Linked DNA regions of Mus musculus: all the other regions are linked to region 5. Evidence: chromatin contacts called from public HiChIP or PLAC-seq and promoter capture Hi-C data. All regions are on one chromosome and are shown on one strand. The core of a region is the stretch at or near the end of the contact, and the rest is flanking DNA. Distances in the headings are between cores, read along the strand shown.

Region 1 (2,759 bases), core at 184-2,683, 960 kb before region 5:
AAAAAAAATGAATGTAGTGCCTTCAAAAGAATCCTCGGTCTCTTTATCCCGTCCCCAATCCAGTTCTAAGAGACTCTTTAAAAATGTTCACTGAATAACACAGGCTAGCCTCAAGTTCACTGGCCTTCCCCAGCCTTCGAAGTGTTAGGATTCACAGGCATGCACTACTGTACCTCACTCCTAGGAGACTCCTAGAAAGACAGGTAATAGTTCTTTTAAACACTTTCCCCCCCCGAAACAATGTCTAACAATATCCTGATACTAATTTGCAATAGGGATTTTGGAAAAACCTAACTTCAACTATAAATCAAACTCTTCTCACAGAGCCTGATAAGGCTATTTTGTATTGACCTATCTGTCCTTAAGGCATTCGCTAGGACCTCTCAAGTTCACTTACAAGACCTGGGAGTAGCAATTTCTATACTAACCGAGATCCTGAATCATCTGGAACTTTCCACAGGCTACGGGCTGTTTCTAAATTCTCGTGGATGTCACCCAATGGACAATAAAACAAACAGGATTTTAATCAGAGGCTTTTCTCAAGGGATGCTCTGAGGGAGGTGGGAGGGAGAATCGGCTCCATTTCAGGAGGGGGTGGTATTGCTCCATCTAAACACATCTTCCTCTCTTAAAAGTTCTAGGGGAGGGCAAATCTTTTCTTTCAGTTAGCAATTTGTGATAAATGGCTACATGCTGAAGAAATATTTGCTTCCAACAACTGTTGATAGCCCAGGCATAATTTTCTAGATTTAGCACTCAGAGCAAAGTCGGCACCCAGCACAGAGCCTGATCCCAACTTGTGTTTGCTGACTTTTTCTTGCTTGTTAAGGTGTGTTCATAGTCACGTGCCAGGTTAAAAATTAATGCTCAGAGCACGATGAAGTCAGATACAGTAGGCGCAAAACTCAAAGAAAGAAAATGGTAGAGGTTACAGTGTGTGTTCGTGGGGGAGAGCCTACCTTGACCTCTCCAGGGACACCTTGCCATACACAGCTCCACTTGACCCCTAGACAACACCTTGCATCCAAGACAGCGCTTTCAAAACCTTCTTTTCCCCATCCACTTTAAGAGAGACACTGAGTGAATCCAAACGCTGTACAGAGCCGGTGTCCGGGGAGGGAGGCTCTTTCAGGCTCTTGTCCTAAGCCCAGAGTCTGTGCGGAAGCCACGGCAAACTCCCCGGTGTTACCCGCAGCCACCCCACCCCGCGCGCACCCGACTCTTTGTCCGGCTCCGGCACACGCCTGGTCCTTCGGACCCAGCGGGAGACGCCGGGTCCCCGCATCGCACTCACCCGCGTGGAGCAGCCCGCCGGGGCCGCGGCCGTGCGCCGCTCAGACAGGTGTGGGCGCCCGGAGGACGCGCGCGGCTCCCATGCCTGCTCCGCAGAGTGGCCGAGTGCGAGCCTGAGGTCCAGCAGAGCCTGCAGCACCCGGTCCGCCCCCCATCCCCTCCCCTTCGCCTCCCGGGCCCTCCCGCCCCGCCCCCAGCCGCGAGCCGCGCAGCCCGCCGGCCGTCGCCTCCCCTTCCCCTAGCCGCCTGCCTCCAGCCAGCGTCACCCTGCTATTCAGAGGTCCAGAACCCTCGGGCCCCGCGCAGGTGGGTCTCCGCAGCGCGTCACCACCAGCGGGTCCCCGTACTCGATGCCCCTGCACCGTGTCCGATGAACGGCTCCTACCAGTGACTCTTGCACTCTCCCGCTCTAGACAACTTCACACCAAGTTCTAGGGGTCTACATTGCCCAGAGTCTGCTAAAGCAATGCTCCAGAGTGGGCGGTCCCTTCCAACCTTCCAGTCCTCCAGCACCCCGGGTGCGTGGAGCGCCGCTAGGCAAGTTTGCAAAGCAGAATTCAAACTTGTAAGCTCCTCACCCGTGCGCATTCTGTGCGCCTTGAATAGTGACGACCGAGCTCCTTTCCACCTTAGTTCCTCCTCTAGCGCTTCTAGAGTGTACCTCAGTTTGTAATCCAGAGGCAGGCTACCGAGGTTGCAGGCCCTGCAGTTCAGCTGCTAGCATACTGGGTCCCAGAGCACAGCAAGGGATCGCGGACTTGGCAGCTTCCCAGGGGTTGACTGGTGACGCCCCCGGCCTGGTCTTTACTGGGGCACCAGGGCACCAGCTGGTGGAGCCACCTCCTAGCTTATGGTGCCTGTTTCCCTAAATCACTGGAGAAGTCCACACCTGGGGGACTGAGTCAGCCTGGTGACCTCACTATTTAAATATCTAATGCTATATAGTCTTAGTAGTCTCTTAAGACTATCCACACATCCATTTCTGTGAACCAACCCTTCATGCAGGTCATGGAGATGAAAAGGGTGGAGCTGTGGATTTCCCCTCAGGACTGGAGGACTGGAGAGGCCTAATCTTGCTAGCAGTCAGACAGCTCCTGAACAGTAGGACAAAATTTTGCAGAGGTCGTTTTCTTCTCTCCTCCTCCTCCTCCTCCTCCTCCTCCTCCTCCTCCTCCTCCTCCTCTCCCTCCTCCTCCTCTCCCTCCTCCTCCTCCTCCTCCTCTCCCTCCTTCTCCTCCTTCTCCTCCTCCTCCTGCTCCTCCTCCTCCTCCTCTTCCTCCTCCTCCTCCTCCTCCTCCTCCTCCTCTTCCTCCTCCTTCTTTTTTCTCCTGTCAATCCCAGAGTAGCCTTCCTTTTTTCCTGTCAAAGCTTGCCCTCAGAAAGGGAGGGCCTGACATCCTATTCCACACCAGGATGTTAGTGACATGTCCAGTGAGCTAGTGTTTGCCTTGCCTTTAAATAGGAAA
Region 2 (2,762 bases), core at 49-2,548, 950 kb after region 5:
TACACTAGCAAGATTTCGCTGAAAGGACCCAGATATAGCTCTCTCTTGTGAGACTATGCCGGAGCCTAGCAAACACAGAAGTGGATGATCACAGTCAGCTATTGGATGGGCAACACGGCCCCTAATGGAGGAGCTAGAGAAATTACCCAAGGAGCTAAAGGGAACTGCAACCCTATAGGTGGAACAACAATATGAACTAACCAGTACCCGGGAGCTCTTGTCTTTAGCTGCATATGTATCAAAAGATGGCCTAGTCGGCCATCACTGCAAAGAGAGGCCCATTGGACTTGCAAACTTTATATGCCCCAGTACAGGGGAACACCAGGGCCAAAAAGGGGGAGTGGGTGGGTAGGGGATTGGGGGGGGTGGGTATGGGGGACCTTTGGGATAGCATTGAAAATGTAAACGAGGAAATTACCTAATTAAAAAAAAAAAAAAAGAAGCGGCTGTCACATTGTCACCTGACCTATTGAGCCTTATGACCCATACTGAGCCTTACTACTTGTTGATAATGTACACCACATGCAGTGTGTGCTTTCTTCAACTAACCTGTTATTGTACCAGGGTAATTACATACACATATGCACTTAATATCTGCCCACCCAACCAGACTACCAAGTCCATGAAAGAAGGGGGAACAAAGCTCTTGATTAACATAGCCAAGTACAAAATGCATGATCTGTACCTAGCAAATGATTTCTGGGGCTGGGAGTGATGAGCATCGGATAATAATGAGCGATGATGGATCATGGCCAAAGCACAGCAACAAGACCTGGTGGCAACATGTGAGTACCCCAGCTCCGGAACACTATTTGTTTTCTTTGACAGCAAAGTTAGTAACCCAGACCTGAAACAGTAGCCTCTCCCTTTAAAATTAAGTTCAGCAACCGCCCCCATCTTCTTGCCTCAATAAAGCTTCTATTTTTCCTGTACATAAATTATGTTCAAGGCAAGCAACCTGTGCATGTCTACACAAAATGGTATCATGGTGTTACTCATTCTTCCTGGGGATCACTGGGCACACAGGCCTCCTCCCTTCCTTGTAGAAAGCTGCCATCTCTCCTGGAAGGGTCTTAGAGGAGTCCAGTCAGATCCCCTGAGACTCCATTAGCTCCCAAGGCCACGATGAAGCATTCTTCTGAATAAAGTTAAGTTCTACTTCTTCCAATTAACAGCAGATGATGAAAGTGCCTGCCAATTCTGTTGCATTTCAGCTGGGTGTTTTGCTCTTGCTTGGCCATTTGTAAAATGTGAACCTTCCTAATGGGGACCTAGTTAGTCATTGGATTAATGAGTTTCAGCTGAATTAATCGTGCCTAGCCCACTGTGAGTGTTCAGTAATAGTCGCTAGCAATTTATATGCTGACTTAAGTTGCTCCATTGAAGAACATCGGCTGGAATCAATATTGTGTAGCTGTCCTACTGCATTTGACTTAAAGAAAAAGATGACGCCTGTAGATTTGGAGCTCAGATTATATATAGCCCTGTAGCGGATGTTCTCTGAATCGTAAAAGGAATTTCAAAGGGTGTTGAGACTAATTTCTTCCTGTGAGTTTCCCACAATTATACAAGATGGTTAAGTCCAAGGTGATAAATCTTTTGGAGATAGGTTCTTCTTCCTACAAGTTTATCTATGTGAATATCTACCTTTATCTGTCTTTATCAGTGTTTCGTTCCTCATTAGTGTGGTGGCTAAAAATGAGTAGAGGAAGTTTGTCACAAGCAGCTTGTTAAGGCTCAGTCCAGACCCTCGTTCCAGACAGGTGCTCAATAACTGTAATTTAATTAATTTAAAATTAAAATAGAATTCGAAAGTTTACAAAAGTTAGTGGAAAGTGTCAATGAAAGGCAAAACAAAAAAATTCCAATCAGCAAAGAGTGACATTTGCAGATCTTAGGAGGTGAAGTTTGTGCTTTGATTACAGCGAAACATATGGTGCTCCATGCCTTATGGCAAATATTTGCATTTTGAAAGCTTTTAATTAGAAGGAATTACAATTCCACAGAGATCCCCATAGCTCGAGAATGGAGTTTAAAAAACAAATCAATATTACGTGTTTGTTAAATTATAACCTTGGTGGGAAATCAATAAAATGCTTGCTGAGAGATATATTTGAGTACTCAACTGAACTGTGGCAATTCTTGCCAAAGGCTGAGTCTGATTATTTATTTAAGCATAGTCATTAAGTGAACTACTTCATTATATCGGTATATTATAATGACTCTTGTACACATACATTGCAGGGACACTAGTTCCCAAGCTACGCCATCTCCAGCTTCCTTGCACTCTTCCTTCACTACCCCTACCTCTTGTTACCACCAAACTTTATTTTTAATGACTTCTAAGTGATTTGGTTAAATGACAATGAGAAAAAGTACAAGTTCTATACTGTAAGTACGTAGTTAGTTACTACATAAAGTGTTCAAAATTAATATATTTGCCTTCTCAATACATCGGTAGTAGATTCTAATCTACTGTGCCCTAGAACCCAGCCAAAGAAAACTCTCTTCTGACTACCCGTTGGCCAGTAGAAACCAACTGAAAAGAGACAGATAAAAAGGTATATATATATATATATTTACTGAAATTCGGCAGTTCATTTGGCGTTTGAAAACGTGTTGGGAGAGTGTAACTTAGAAAAGTCTTCGTATGGACTATAGCGAAGCCACAGATTCAAGTTTGCAAGTCAGTCAAACAGGAACAAAGCAGAAGTTCAAAGTCAGTGGCCTTCAGCGAGTCATGGAAGTCTGATTATCAAGGT
Region 3 (2,700 bases), core at 69-2,568, 790 kb after region 5:
TTTGTTCTTGCTGGAGCCTTGTAAATCTGGAGCTGTCCCCTGAGGTCATCAGCAAAACTGGTTTTCAAACTATCTGCCATGTGTTTTCTATGAACCTACTTTTCATGCCTTACTGAGATTGTATGGCATGAACAAGTGACAGATCGATTTCTAAGGCCCAACAGAAGGTTTGCAAGCAGAGAGCAGAGCCACTGCCCTGTTCTGAGTCTTTGCCCAGGAGTTAATGACCTTGTTCCCCAGCTCTTTCTAGGTGTTATGATGCATATCAGACATCAATGCACTCAGACCATGCAAGTGACAGTGAGTGACAGACACAGCCACACACAGCCTTCTTACTCCAAACCTGATGATGATATCTCTGCTCTTTCCATCAACCCTCTGTGAGGAATGGTACCCAGGCAGCACTCTGAGTGCTAAGTTTACCAAGTCCCTACCCCTTGCATTCCTTATCACTTTCTCAAATCTGTCACTAAGCTATTTTGCAGCTGTGTTAGCTGCTTGCTAACTTAAAAAAATCTTTTTGCATTTTCACAGTCTCATTTATAAAAACAAAACCAAGACAGCCAAAACAAAAAGTGTATATTGGTCTTATCATTCATACTAGAACAGCATGGATACTTCCGTGGCTTCTGGGAACCTCTATGGCACCTCCTAGGTCGAAAGGGTGGGAAGGGAGGAGGAGCAGAATGTCCTTATCTTTTGAATTTGAAAAAAAAAAAAAAGTCATTAGCAGATAAAGGCTTGGCTTTGAGGCCCCCTTCACAACCCGTAGAGCAAGTGGACTCGCTGACCCGGAAAGCATTAATCTTTTGGAGCCTAATACTGCATCAGCTCTCTTTGCTGGATACTTTCCCCTCCTCCTTCCTCTACTAGCTCTTCTATGGGGGTGGGGAGGACAGTCCCTCCACTGCTGGGCGCTGTCCGCCTCTTCCCAGGAACTCAGCATCTGAGGACGTCCACGCTGAGGCAGCAGTAGTAACAGGGTCCTGTGTGTTCTCGGGGTCACGTCACTTGGGAATGGCCCACCTGCTTAAGCCAGGGACTTCTTGGCGGCACCCGGAGCGCCACCAGGCTGGCGAACCGCGTGCACCGCTCTCTCCCTTACCCCGCCCCTCCCTCCCACTTCTCTGGGCCAGCGCTCCCCACGGTGACTCTGAATTGCAGCAGCAAGCCACTGGCTTCTTACCAAATTGGGAACTGCATTGTGGATTTTTCCCCCCCTTTCTTTCTTCTTTTTTAAAATTTCCTTCAGAGGGAATAATCTCAACCCCCTTCAGCTTGCTTGACGATCTAGAGTGACTGGGGCGAGTAGGCGGGCACATCCTTTTACATGCTAATATTGCCCCACCTCCTTTGAACCCTCCTCAAAAGCGCTCTGCTTCCTTTTATTTTGATTGATTTATTTATAATTATTTTTATTTTACCTCCTTCAATTTCCGTATAGTGGGGAACCCTTCTTCGCTCTCTGTCCCTTCCCCCACCCTTCGTTCTCTTGGGAAGACAGACCCCGAGACGCACTGTACTTGCCGGCAGCAGTGCTTGCACCTAGGCTCGGGGATGGCTGCACCAGGCGCAGGGGGCAGCGATTACAGCTGCCGCTCTGTCTAGGCTGTCTAGGCAGGCTGTCGCTCCGAGAACTGGGTGAGCACCAAGTTCGGTTCCCCCAGAGAGCTGCCACTGCCGCAGCCCAAAAGGAATGTCCCCTGTTCTTAAGGACCCTGACTGTTTTACACCAATGATTTGCCACTGCAAAGTTGCTTGCACCAACAACACTTTGTCGTTGATGTTTGGATGCAAGGTAGGACAAGGGATTCATGTCTTATTTTAATGCATGCTGGCCTCCCTGGGGAGAGCAAACAATTTCTTTTGTTGTTTGTTTATGTGTCTGCCTGTTGGGAGACTGACAGATGCTGTGTGACTGCTCTGTCCACTCGCGGAGCCGGCTTGGATTTGGAGAGCTCAGTGATTTTTTTTCCAGTGCCCGGTGTTAGTTAGCATGATAGCTAGATGGTGACAGGACCCTGAATGGAGCACACAGAAGCTACAAGCACTCTTGAAAAGAGGGCGCCTTAGATGTCTCGGTGCTTGGGATTTCTTCTTGCTTTTAGCTAGTGATTAGCTCCGGGCGCTGGTATGGATGCTCTGGAAAGCATCAGACTGACTCTCACCCCTGAAACAGGGCTGTGGGCTAATAAACCCGGGACCATAGAAGTTCTCCAGATCAAACTGAGAGGCTTGGTTTCTAGTAGCTTTTCCAACGGTGAGGGAGGGGCTTATGTCTACTTTTGTCAGTAAGTCTAGAGATGTAAATATGTAGTCCTCATTTGTAGGATAGTCTTCGCTTTTACCAGTCCATTTGAAACCAACAAGCCAAATGTTTAACAAGAGATGGCCGGCACAGTTCTTCGTGAAGTTTGAAGCAAATGACCACCCCATCCTGGAGTTGTGTAAGATTGTTCAGTGTTCGAAGTAACGAGGTTTAAAGGGTTTTGAAACAGGTTACCATCCAGGGCTGCCTGTTTGAAAAGATTTATTAGAGCTTTTTTGTTGGCTGTGGTGGATCTACCAGAACTTGCTGTTAGCGAGGTTATTGCCCAAAAGTGGTCTCAGTACCTGTTCTTTGCTCGCCGGGAATATGAGCTTTTACTTACAGTGACAACTTGGTGCGTTTATTCAGTTGTTTCTAGAAATCACTTCTTT
Region 4 (2,700 bases), core at 77-2,576, 940 kb after region 5:
AGAGTGGGGACATTAATATTCTCCAAGGATGATCCACTAATTGATTATTCATTATCAAGTGGCCATCCATGAAATGTAGCACTAAATGTAATATTAAACAGATTTAACACGTTGCTTTTATATATTTAGATACTTATGTGTGTGTGTGTGTGTGTGTAGTGTAGTGTAGTGTAGTGTAGTGTATGTGTGTGTGTGTGTGTGTGTGTAGTGTATGTGTGTGTGTAGTGTGTGTGTGTGTGTGTGTGTAGTGTGTGTAGTGTGTGTGTGTGTAGTGTATGTGTGTGTGTGTAGTGTATGTGTGTGTGTGTAGTGTATGTGTGTGTGTGTAGTGTGTGTGTGTGTGTGTGTGTGTAGTATGTGTAGTGTGTGTGTGTGGCAAATAATTAGAGGCTTGGGAGGATCTCAAGTTTGAGGCCAGGCTAGGCTACATAGTGAGACCTAGTCTCAAAAAATCAAAACAAACAAATGAAGCAAGAACTCTTTAAGGGAGACGGGGAGAGAGAGAGAGAGAGAGAGAGAGAGAGAGAGAGAGAGAGAGAGAGAGAGAGAGAGAGAAGACACCCAACCTCACAGGTAATGAAGGAACATAAGTTCGAAGCAAAACATAAGCTTCCTGGCACTTTCAGATGATCCTAAGTTAATACTTTTACATCGTTGGGATTGTAACCTTTTTTTTGGGCAGGGGGGGGGGTGCAAATTATTACCGTTTGTCAAAACTGAACATTCTGACTTAGACTTTCTCTTCCTAGTTATGTTTCTTGGAGCAATGCAAGGAAACTACATTTCCTCAAGTAGCTTCATTCCTAAAGAGAGAAAGCAAAGAAAACCCTGAAAATAGTACAAATACATATCAGAGAGTAAAAGTATGATATATGATATATGAAATATTTGTGTTACAGGACAATATGTGCGATTATAATGAGTGATCATGGATAAATTGAAATGTGTGTGGGGAAAACAAGTCAAAGTGTGTATTGTACCAAGAGCTACAGAGATAAATTATCAGAGCAGAAAACATACAAAAAATACTTTTTGTCACAGCTATTTAATCAGTATTAATTTTATTGCTATTCTCCCAAACTCCCATTTACTGTACATATATCCATTTGTGTATATCAAGCATTATAGAGTCAAAACTCTTAAGCCACAAACATGTAGGAAGGATAAGTTTTAAAGTTCTTGACTAGACCCAGGTGGATTGTGAGAGTTTCTCCATTCATTGCTTTGTGGGTACCAGTGAACTTCAGGCATGAGACACAGCTCCTCCAAACAGAGCAGTTGCTCATAGCGACATATCTTTTGCATCTGTGATAGCAGATGCTTTTAAAAGCAGCAGAGAGAGGGAGCAGTGGTGGGCGAAATCAGAAGCAAATGCTTATTCAAATTCTGCTGCGTGAAGCAGATCGACCAAAATCCTTTCAGATATGCTTATGAATAACTATCTGTCTGAAATGGAAATATCTGCGACTGTTGAACTGTTATCTGTAGGAGCAGCCCACCACAAGAGTTTTGATGTTGAAGGGACAGATAAACCCAGAAGATGACATGGGTTGAGTAGACCTTGCAAGGAAGCTTCGAGTTCTCATTCTTTTATTGGGTTGAGCATAAGCAATCAATGAAATTGGCATCCTGCACTGTTGGCAACATCTGGGGCAGGAATGAAATGAAATGAAATGAGGAGGACCAATATCTCTTAGCCAAATTCCTGAAAATACATGGACATGCCTCCCCTGCTACACATAAATGAATTGTATAGTTTCTTCACATCATGTTCTGCCATTTAAACCTGGGTCTCTATAGAGGAGAGTGACTAGTCTTATCATTTATGAAACAGCTTATCCATGCACACAGAAATATTGTAAAACAGCACCCTTTAGTTCTTTTGCTACTGCAAATCATTGAACACACAGACATGAATATACAGCCAGCTTTATCCATATGTACATACAGTTATAGAATCAGTCCATCATGTATTGCTGTCGTCTTTGTAAATCATAGTGTCATTCTTAATTCTATTTTTATTGCTGAAAACAAAATCTTTGAGTTTCCTTCAAAATATCTTCATCTCTTGAAAGGTTAATATAATTGCATTCCTTGCTATCCAAGTCCCTGATTAGGCTAATGAATCTTTTTAAATATAATGTTTGCTACATTTCTTTTTACTGAAGAACCTAACTTGGACTCTGAATACTTATTCAAGCAAACTGAGCCTGTTGGACTGTGATTTAAAGCTGTAGGTCATCTGGCTTCATGTTATCCTAGCAAGCCAGCCTTTTCTTTTTCCCCATCACACAGACTTCACTTTGAAAAGTTGCTGCTATTTGATTCCTAAATCATTTGTAAACCAAAAAAAAAAAAAAAAAAAAAAAGAAAATTTATACTGATTAAGCTTGAATTGTGTAATATCTACCATGTTTTTTAAACTTCCAGATAACTGATTATTATTTTTATATTTATTATTTGATGACTCCATCCATAGATGTATAAAATAAAAATATAATCTACCATAGTTTAAATGTAAAATTACATTTTATAAAAGCAAAATTGTCTGATGGTTGTGGTGTACAGTTTTTCTGAAATTTTCATCTTCTTTTCATCTCACTTTATGGAAAAAAATATTGGCTTATTGCTAGAGGGAAGAGCATGGTGATAATGCCTCACAGAGGAAGTAAATATGGCACATAATGACACTATGACAAG
Region 5 (2,700 bases), core at 99-2,598:
CTCCAGGAAATCAACACACACAAAGAATGGGTTCCTTGATCTTCTTAAGGTGGTATACAATTGATCAAAAGACCAGTATTTCTGCCTTAATACAACACAGCATTTAAGTCAGTTCTTTAAGATAGCTGAGAAGGGGGGTGGGCAGAGCAGGCATAAAATACTTTACAAATTATATTTTTTTGGGGGGGACTAGACTTACATCTTTTGCTCCCCCCTCCTTCTGCTATCCAAATGGAAAAATGGAAGAAGAAATAGTATTTTCTAAGGAGGATTCTCTAACCAATCCATCTAGTGTACGATGAAGGCAGATATTAATAGCATCATGGCTAATCAAAAAAACGTAGAGAAATTTTTGTTCTGTTCTCATCCAATTCCCTGAACAGCCCTCTTCACCACCCACAGAAAATTTCCAGGCCTTTAAGACAGCTTTGGGGAAAAGGGTACCCACAATTATGGCTGCAGGACAGTCAATATTGAAATAATCAAAAGCAACAGCAAATATTTTTGGCATCTGGCATTTGCAAGGGTTTCACTACACTCTCCTTAATTAAGGAGATATAGATTATTAACTTGCCCAGAGTTTTTTGTTTTGTTTTGTTTTAACTTATTTTTGTGCTGTTGGTATAGACGCCTGGGCTTCAGGCCTGACAAGTGCTCCATCATCAGATTCCAAGGAAGTCTTTCAGCAAGAACTGAAAATGAAGATTTTTGCCACAACCAACGTTTAATCTGAGAGTTAAGGAAGTTCAAAGTCACTCAACTGATTAGATCACCATCCTTATACACGTTAAGTGCATTTGTGTGGGCGTATGGCCTGCAAAGTGTGTGTGTGTTGTATCTTTAAGTGTATTATTTGACCTTCAGAATTTTATTCAACATGATTTGTCCAGCCGTGGTGGATATTAGGTTCTCGGGTAATCAAAAAAGTGAATGCATTCAAGAAGCCATCATAACCTTGCGTTAAGTCAGAACACATCAAATCAATAAAATGCAGGAGACTTAAACAGAATGAGAGAACTGGAGGTCGGGCCGGGTGGGGTAAGGCGATAAAGTATTTGTAATTGAAGAAAGGTCCTCGAGAAAGAGAAACAAGCTGCATTTAATCGGCGTAGACTTCAGGTCTACGCTGTTCGGAACTAGAGATTTGATTACACTCTACATAAAGTCGGGTTCGGTTCTATTTGCTCAAATCCTTCACGTGCATCATCTCCGAGGAGGCGACCCACACCACCCTAGATTTCCGCCTACCTGGGGTGCTTCCCTATTTCCCTCCTGCACAACACCAGCAACCTTCGACTCGGACCAACTTGGTCGCTGGGACGCCGCCATCTTAGCGCCTCACGTGACTGACAGGAGGGCGTGGCCGGAGCGCCTGGGGCGGGACTTGCAGCTGTCTGACAGCTCGTACCTTTAGTCCGGTACTCCCCCACCCAGTCAAAAGCCGCGCCCTCCAGCCGGGCGGAGGTTGGGCGTGGCGTCGCAGAAGTGCGATCTCTCATTGGCTCCGAGGAAGGCTCAGGGTCAGGGGCCCGCCCCTAGCCAGCCTTGCCTTGTCCTCTGCCAAATTGTCAGCCTGGCCAACCTGAAGGGAACCAGGGGCGGTTCGGGCGCAGGCCTGTTGCTGCGCGCCTTCTTCTCAGGGCGGCTGGGGTAACCGAGCCCTGGTAGTTCCTTCGGCCCGGTCGGTGTGTTAAGGCTGTGGTTTCTAAGGTTCCTCCTCAGAGCCTCCAGCCCGTCTCCCCGGCGCGGCCACAGCAGCACGGGCTAGCCTGCTCTCTACAGTCTTCAGTCCCCATAGTCCACCCTCAAGCCCCGCTTGGAAAGGGTTCAGTTAGAAATATCCCTTTTCCCTGCTCCCCCGAAGAGCCCTGGTCGGCCAGTGTTTTAGGGGTGGATGGTGCTGCGAGGAGGCCAGGCGCGCTTCCGTGCACGTGAAATGCCCAGCAGCGTCTGCCAGACCCGCAACCCCCGACCCTCCAGTCTCCATGTCTTAGGCAAGCCAAATTCGAGAGTTATATAATTTCTAGTGCTGCTGTTTCTCTTGCCCGAGGAAACACTTCATCGCTTGGAGGGTGCAGGACATTTCGGTGCTCTTCTGTATAAGATCGGGGTGTGGGCAGGGGTGGCCAGCGGTGGCAGAGAAATGTCTTTTCTGCAAAAGGAAGGTGGGTAGATTGGAGAGAGACTGAGAAAGGGTGGATGTGGAAGCCAAACAGCTGCACTCTCATTTAGGAAATCGCGGACTATTTGCATAGTGTGTGATTGCATGCCTAATACTACTACAGCGTCTCTGAAAACACCTTTTGGGGAAGGTTTGGTTTCTCCTTTCCAGCAGCCTCAGTGTTTTTCTTCGCCGGATAGGAAGCTGCTTGTTTGCGAAGAGATGGCATGATGTGAATGACTCCAGTGTGAAGAAGTCTGCTTCGCCAAATCATCCTGCATCAAGTGCCCATTGAATAGCACTGTCACTTTAATGTCTCCATGCCAAGGGATTGCCTTCCTTCTTTTCAATCCTCTCAGTTAATACACAGGAGGATCAGGATCTGAGGGGCATTAAGGATCAAGCCTTGGGGGCTTGGAGACCACAGAAGAAAAATAGGAAAGTGACAAGCTGGATAGTGTTTTACTGAGGGGCGAGAAACAGAACCAGTAAATAGAAGGGGGCCTTTGAATCTCTCTTTTGCCCCCAGAAAACTGTCC
Region 6 (2,700 bases), core at 96-2,595, 740 kb after region 5:
ATAAAGATTCGTTCTAAAATACAAGGTTAGCCCTCGCCTTGACCCTCTTTCACTCAGGCTTTGAGAAGCTGTAAGTGGGGTTGCAGGAGGTCTTTGTGTGCTGTGTTTGAGCATACTGCCCAACAATCCTGGGAAAGGGCAGCATTTCTACATTGTTCCCCCAAGGAAGGTTGAAAAACTAGTCTGGAGAACTGATTTGCAAACTGCTCTTCCTAGATGATTTCCTTTGTGTCCTTTCTGCTCATTTCCCATACAGTCTTCTATGCACTACGTACAAAAGCTGTAGGACTAAGTTCAGTTTGCATATAGGTAACTATTTGGCAATATCATTTCAGTTTGGAAGCACAGAGCTGCCGCAAGTCCCCATGAGTCTCTCTGTGACTAAGCCAGAGGCCCCAAGTCCTCATGAGTCTCTCTATGACTAAGTCAGAGAAAGAGAACAAAGGCAAGGAACTTGGCTCAAACCTGAGAACATTTACATACATTTATGTACATGCTCAGCATATTTTGTTGTGAAATGTGCCAATTTCTGGAGTCCTATTGGATGACTGCACTTCAAGTGTTTGAGTAAATAATACATTAGGGGATATAGACAATCAAATAATCATGTGGCAAATATGCCTTTACTGTATTTTTTCCTTAGAGGATTCATTTATAACGGCAAATTCACAGTGATATATGCAACAATGTTGGGAAATTTTGCAGTATGTTATTATATTCATACAATTTGTGCCAAGAGATCTACTATAAATAATCATAAGAAAATGCCCTTTAATGTATCACAACTATACATAGCAATGTTATTACCCTGGTTGGTCTTATTAGGTCACAATGAGAAAAATGCTCCTCACAGTGTTAGACACTGACTGCATGTATGCATGTATTCAGTAAGTATCTCTTAACAACTTCTCGGTCTGCATAATGTGCTGAGTCCTAACCATAGCTTATATGGGAGGTCTCTGTTCTTTGAGCATCTGAATCACATACTGAGAATAATGAGGAAAGATCCCCATTATTCCCAGACCTTTTCTGTTTTCCCTCTCCCTAGCTGATGACCTGAGATGTAAATGTCAATTAGATGCATTTTGTAAACTAGATTTGGGTTCTCCTTTCCTTGTGGTCCCACAACGTTTTGAATGAACCTGGAGAGAGTTTGCAGAGTGTTCTGGGATGTATCTGTCACCATTAGAAACATTCATGTATTCATAAATGTCTTCCAGGAGCTGAGAAATGGAATTTGGGGCCGACCATAAGTGAAGCATATTCCCTTTTCTGCAGCAGCCCAGGGTAGTTTAGAGGAAGTGCATATTTGGGTGTCTAATTACCATACTTAGTAAGGTGACAGATGCATGTACTGGGTAACGAGGTCAGAGAGTGGAAATGAGCACTTCATCCGTATATAGCAGAAATGGTGTAGAGAGAGGGATGAATTTAGAAAAAAATTTTGTGTGAACAACGTGAGTTCAAATAGGAGGATCATTTTGGGAAAAGCCAGAGGGACTGAGTGAGTGAACAGATCTGGCTCCAGAAGGACACATGCCACAGGAGTGGGAAGACACTCAAACCACAGGAGTGGGAAGCACCCTGGGGAGGGAGGGAGCAGGAAAGAAACAGTCTGGCTGCTACAGAAACAACAGAAAGCAGAGGAGGCCCCTGGAGGCGAACTCACCAGAGAGGCTGCTGAGAGGAGAGGCAGTCTGGAAAAGACACAGGGCTTAGTCCACCAGAGATGGAGTGTGGGCGAGTGTGGGGGCTTTTGATGCGAGAGGCAAGAGATTAGATTTTACCTGCACCACTTCTTGATTTGCCTTAATGAACTTCACAGTGCCTGGGAACTCTAATTGTACTTGTTTGGGTTTGCAGTTAAGAGACCTAGATTTAAAAAAAAAAAAAAAAAAAAAAACATATCTTCTTATGAAGGCCATTACTCTTCAAAAGGAGAGCTGCATCAAGATTTACTTCAGAGTCTTTATTTGGCCTCCTGGGCCTTAATTAAAAAGAAGAGTTATGTAAAGAGGAGAGCTTTGCCTGTGTTACTGAACATGGGGCATGGTGTCCCAGAGAGATTTATAATGCAGGTAGGTCTGTGGTTGCAGCCATTCTTTTGAAGATCATCTACAGCTCTGTCTTATAGCCACCTAAGTGCCAATATTCAGGGAGGGCAGGCAAACCAGACCAGGTGGTATGCCTCAGAGATCTTGCTTGCTCACTGGGGCATCATTTAGCTCCATCCTAGGGAACCACCATTTGCCTGGCTGGAGGAAAGGAGGAACGGTGTAATGAGAACTCAATGCTCTGAGGATCTTGTGCTACAACACTGTGTCATCTCGGGGGATGCAGTGATCCTTCCAGGCTGTATTTAGTGATGTTGGGATGTCCCAGCCTGGGATTAAGAAGTGTTTAGTTTTCCCTTCTCCTTCTCTGTATAATAAATGTAGATAGTGAGCCCTGTGTGTACAAATGGTGGGTGGTATTTCAGGAATTTTTTTATATGGTGCAGAACAAACCATTATCTCAGTATGTGTCTCCAGTCACACTTTTTATAAGTCACACTTTTCGGATACAAAGTTTGGGACTGAGAGGAGTTAACAGGTTATACTGGTGCTCTTGCTGGTTATTGGTAGAATTGGGCTTTAAAAAAAAATCCCAGGTTCTTTTAAGAATGATAGAGTTAAGCAGACTTTAAACTTGTTAAGGATG
Region 7 (2,827 bases), core at 251-2,750, 910 kb after region 5:
AGTAAAAAATCAAAATTAGGACAAGGAGAATATTATAATTTTAAATATTAAAGAAATTTATGCAAAATAAAAAAAGACAGTTGAAATCTGTTTTAGCAATTCAGAAGTACCTGCCACTATCACTGCGGTCACCATGCAGCTTGATAGATGACTAACATTGATTTGTCCAGACTTATTGAAAATATGTAGCCTTTACTTAATTATACACATCAATAATTTAAATTCTCTATAGAGGATTAATATATTTGAATACATATTGGTTTAAAATAGTACTGGATCCCAAGATTACCTTAGGCCCATCACTTAGTTGCTGAATATTTTGAGGTTAGCAAAAAGATACTGGAGATGTAAATTTATCAGCACATTTTGGTAACTCTGGTTACAATGCAGCAAGGCAGGGAATCCAATAATTACTTAATCTAACTGATTATTTTGTTCTTTGGCTAGGTTCCACTTTATCTACTATTATACTATTAGCTCATTGAATCCTCCCTGTAGTTTGACATGAAGAAACTGAAGCTCACAGTGATTGACTCATGTAAGGTTAGAGCCAGCCTGAGTTAGAGGTGAGAACTTATAGTCTGTCTAGTAACAAAATTGATTTTCTTCCAGTGCACATATCTCATAAAAGTCATTAGACATTTTAGTACATCTCTGAATAACCAGGAAGCAAAGTGTTCTTTTCCTTTTAAATGAATAATATTAATTAGGAAATGTTGACTGTTGATATTTGCCAAGCAATAGTCTAAGAGACATTGCATCATTTATTCCTGCAGGTTCACTGATGACGTGGGTTGTTGTACCTAGCAAACTTAAGTGGAGAGGTTAAATTGTGCAAACAGCTCACAGAAGCACATGCAGAATCCAACCCAGTTTGCTTGGAAGCCAGCACTTTCAAACATTCCACTACATTTTCCTTCTGAGATAATTATCCATGTAACAATATTATGTAACATTAATCAGGGTAGGGGTCAAAAACAGATATTCTGGAGGCAAACTGTTTCTCTTTTGATGGAGGTTCTACCATAGACAGTTCATCCCTATGGTGAGATGCCCAGCTTCTTTGTGTCTGAGACTCTTTATAGAGAAAATGTTAGTAGCTACTGTATGCACTTGCTACAGAAATTAGCATTTCCATAGTGTTTAAGACTGTTTAGTATCTACTTACCCTACTTAAGTTTTTTGTTGTTGTTGCTGTTAAATCATTCATAATTTGAGCTCTGTCATTCCCCCTTGCTCGAGGAAACACTGGCAACCTGAGGTGACCAGACACATCTATAGCATCTGGCTTGGCCAAGTGGCCCTGCCTATAATGATGCCCCGGTAAAGATCTGGGCCCCAGGCTTCATAGTATCTTGTTTCTGTGAGGTCTGCCTTGCCAGCTTTCCAAATTTAGCCATAAGTGGGTCACCTAAAAAAGTAATGCAGTTTCCTCAAGTAACCTTTCGCTTATGTTAATTTTATATGAAGCGTCGCTCACTGTGTCTCAGCACATTGTGAATTTCATGAGTCACTGCATTGGCAGATACGTGAGTGAAGGGTACCTTAGCAGGGCCATTGCTGTAGCTTCATTTTCTGTCTCTCTGGAGACTGCTTCCCAAAGGAAAACAAACCCACAAAGAGAAAGACAGCAGTAGGCATCCTTTTTCTCTATTCTTATTGTAAAATCTTCAAGAAGAAATTTTGTCTTGAATGAGTTTAGTCACATTCCTAGTATTGTTGCTTCATAGGCAGCAGTCTGTTTGATGTGTGCTCTGGGGACCCAAAGGAATTTGATCCTGGTCCTGCCTTTAAAGCCAGCATACCCTCATTTTGATCAGAGCCTCTACAAAAATGGTTCTGAGGAACTGCCTTCAGTTAGGGGTCAGAGGGTTATTTTCTCAAGTCTGCACAACGCTGGAATCGTTGTCTGCCATCAGCCCCCTCTGTGTCTACAAGCCTGATAAAGCTCCTCAGAGAGTCTCCTAGAGTCTTTTCTTTTTCTTTTTCTTTTTTTCTTTTTGCTGCAATAAAGAGCTAATCTCATCCAAGAGGACAAAGATGTGGAGCTATGGGGTTGCAAGGTCACCAACATTTTTGAAGGGCTTGTGACAGGTCAAAAAGTATGCTGGACATTACAGTCTACCATTAACCCCATTTCAGTCATGTAATAGTGAATGTTTGCTTCCTTGGGTATAAAAAGCTGAAACCAAATGATCTTAAATGAGGATATCTTGACCAGGAAGTAGAGTATGGAATATCAATACACATCTATACAGCTCCACTACAGAAATTAGTCCTACTTTAAAGAAAGAGAATATTGAATTTAGGAAAATAGAAATTCTAATAAGGGCCTTTAAGAATGAGAGGGCTTAAAAATCCACTGATGTCATTTTGCTGTAAACACTTACTATTCTGTCATCATGTAATCTTAGACTTTCTTTATGAAGACATTATGGTAGCCTGCTGTTGTTGTTCATACTCTGAATGTTAAGACGTAACTGTCCATCTTCTTAGCCTCATTTGATCACTACATAATGAATACACCTGTCAAATTATCACTGCCCCTGTGTGTACAATTAAAATGATAATAAAGGAGAAGTTGGGAGTTTCCTTTGGTTTTCTCACCTTACACAAGGGAAGCAGTAGATACTTGTAGCTTTGTGGACTGAGATCTATCTGTTTATGTTGGACTCTCAAATGTAAATAACAACACCTCATTTGCAGAAATACTAATATAGAGTAGTTGTTGCCATTTAGATTACACTTGGGAATCAAGAAATTATACCTCTTTCTCCATCCTTGTCAAATGAAATATTGGTGAATTGACCATGAAATGTTTCAGACT

Evidence for each region. Promoter capture Hi-C pulls out the DNA fragments that hold promoters and counts their contacts. HiChIP or PLAC-seq counts read pairs in DNA pulled down with a chosen protein or histone mark.
Region 1: a contact with region 5 is called in an H3K4me3 HiChIP or PLAC-seq map of embryonic hindbrain, with 5 times the contacts expected there. The contact joins the promoter of Prss23 here to the promoter of Tmem126b in region 5. A contact is called at or near these places in 1 of 39 promoter capture datasets (pre-B cells) and 3 of 115 datasets of contacts at active chromatin or transcription factors (astrocytes, embryonic hindbrain and large pre-B cells).
Region 2: a contact with region 5 is called in an H3K27ac HiChIP or PLAC-seq map of VIP interneurons, with 11 times the contacts expected there. The contact joins the enhancer-like site here to the promoter of Tmem126b in region 5. A contact is called at or near these places in 16 of 39 promoter capture datasets (the 3T3-L1 cell line, 3T3-L1-derived adipocytes, the C10 cell line and 11 more), 1 of 15 datasets of contacts at CTCF or cohesin (the NIH/3T3 cell line), 7 of 484 Hi-C or Micro-C datasets (embryonic stem cells, forebrain, nephron progenitors and 1 more), 20 of 115 datasets of contacts at active chromatin or transcription factors (the NIH/3T3 cell line, the SCID.adh cell line, SST interneurons and 13 more) and 1 of 9 other capture datasets (pancreatic islet).
Region 3: a promoter capture Hi-C map of hippocampal neurons shows a contact between it and region 5, with 6 times the contacts expected there. The contact joins the enhancer-like site here to the promoter of Tmem126b in region 5. A contact is called at or near these places in 7 of 39 promoter capture datasets (cranial neural crest, embryonic stem cells, hippocampal neurons and 2 more), 1 of 484 Hi-C or Micro-C datasets (cerebral cortex) and 11 of 115 datasets of contacts at active chromatin or transcription factors (SST interneurons, embryonic basal ganglia, embryonic forebrain and 6 more).
Region 4: a promoter capture Hi-C map of hippocampal neurons shows a contact between it and region 5, with 2.5 times the contacts expected there. The contact joins the enhancer-like site here to the promoter of Tmem126b in region 5. A contact is called at or near these places in 16 of 39 promoter capture datasets (the 3T3-L1 cell line, 3T3-L1-derived adipocytes, the C10 cell line and 7 more), 2 of 484 Hi-C or Micro-C datasets (embryonic stem cells and nephron progenitors), 8 of 115 datasets of contacts at active chromatin or transcription factors (the NIH/3T3 cell line, VIP interneurons, cardiomyocytes and 5 more) and 1 of 9 other capture datasets (pancreatic islet).
Region 6: a contact with region 5 is called in an H3K27ac HiChIP or PLAC-seq map of SST interneurons, with 6 times the contacts expected there. The contact joins the enhancer-like site here to the promoter of Tmem126b in region 5. A contact is called at or near these places in 14 of 39 promoter capture datasets (the 3T3-L1 cell line, 3T3-L1-derived adipocytes, the C10 cell line and 10 more), 8 of 484 Hi-C or Micro-C datasets (cerebral cortex, embryonic stem cells, gonadal supporting cells and 2 more), 15 of 115 datasets of contacts at active chromatin or transcription factors (SST interneurons, VIP interneurons, acute myeloid leukemia and 10 more) and 1 of 9 other capture datasets (pancreatic islet).
Region 7: an H3K27ac HiChIP or PLAC-seq map of SST interneurons shows a contact between it and region 5, with 5 times the contacts expected there. The contact joins the enhancer-like site here to the promoter of Tmem126b in region 5. A contact is called at or near these places in 1 of 39 promoter capture datasets (embryonic stem cells) and 4 of 115 datasets of contacts at active chromatin or transcription factors (SST interneurons, astrocytes, embryonic forebrain and 1 more).

Annotation. Positions count from the first base shown.
Region 1 is chr7:89,516,153-89,518,911 of GRCm38.p6, forward strand. Prss23 (protease, serine 23) reads right to left here and starts at 1,434. Exons shown (of 2, transcript NM_029614.4): 1 at 1,295-1,434.
Region 2 is chr7:91,428,828-91,431,589 of GRCm38.p6, forward strand. The region is part of intron 1 of Dlg2 (discs large MAGUK scaffold protein 2); the gene reads left to right. Among named protein-coding and RNA genes, the nearest start is that of Gm24552, 190 kb to the left of the region's middle. Within about 2 kb of position 1,299, at least 7 of the 459 cell types and tissues checked have an H3K27ac peak or open chromatin away from gene starts, as enhancers often do. A contact at or near this core is called in SST interneurons, VIP interneurons and forebrain, where this site is marked.
Region 3 is chr7:91,261,198-91,263,897 of GRCm38.p6, forward strand. The region is part of intron 1 of Dlg2 (discs large MAGUK scaffold protein 2); the gene reads left to right. Among named protein-coding and RNA genes, the nearest start is that of Gm24552, 20 kb to the left of the region's middle. Within about 2 kb of position 1,319, at least 89 of the 459 cell types and tissues checked have an H3K27ac peak or open chromatin away from gene starts, as enhancers often do. A contact at or near this core is called in SST interneurons, cerebral cortex, embryonic basal ganglia and 5 more, where this site is marked.
Region 4 is chr7:91,410,970-91,413,669 of GRCm38.p6, forward strand. All of the region lies in intron 1 of Dlg2 (discs large MAGUK scaffold protein 2), which reads left to right. Among named protein-coding and RNA genes, the nearest start is that of Gm24552, 170 kb to the left of the region's middle. Within about 2 kb of position 1,327, at least 10 of the 459 cell types and tissues checked have an H3K27ac peak or open chromatin away from gene starts, as enhancers often do. A contact at or near this core is called in hippocampal neurons, where this site is marked.
Region 5 is chr7:90,474,647-90,477,346 of GRCm38.p6, forward strand. Tmem126b (transmembrane protein 126B) reads right to left here and starts at 1,349. Exons shown (of 5, transcript NM_026734.2): 1 at 1,249-1,349. The coding sequence starts at 1,329. It also overlaps a transcript of Dlg2 not described here.
Region 6 is chr7:91,217,181-91,219,880 of GRCm38.p6, forward strand. The region is part of intron 1 of Dlg2 (discs large MAGUK scaffold protein 2); the gene reads left to right. Among named protein-coding and RNA genes, the nearest start is that of Gm24552, 24 kb to the right of the region's middle. Within about 2 kb of position 1,346, at least 14 of the 459 cell types and tissues checked have an H3K27ac peak or open chromatin away from gene starts, as enhancers often do. A contact at or near this core is called in SST interneurons, cerebral cortex and forebrain, where this site is marked.
Region 7 is chr7:91,388,026-91,390,852 of GRCm38.p6, forward strand. All of the region lies in intron 1 of Dlg2 (discs large MAGUK scaffold protein 2), which reads left to right. Among named protein-coding and RNA genes, the nearest start is that of Gm24552, 150 kb to the left of the region's middle. Within about 2 kb of position 1,501, at least 6 of the 459 cell types and tissues checked have an H3K27ac peak or open chromatin away from gene starts, as enhancers often do. A contact at or near this core is called in SST interneurons, where this site is marked.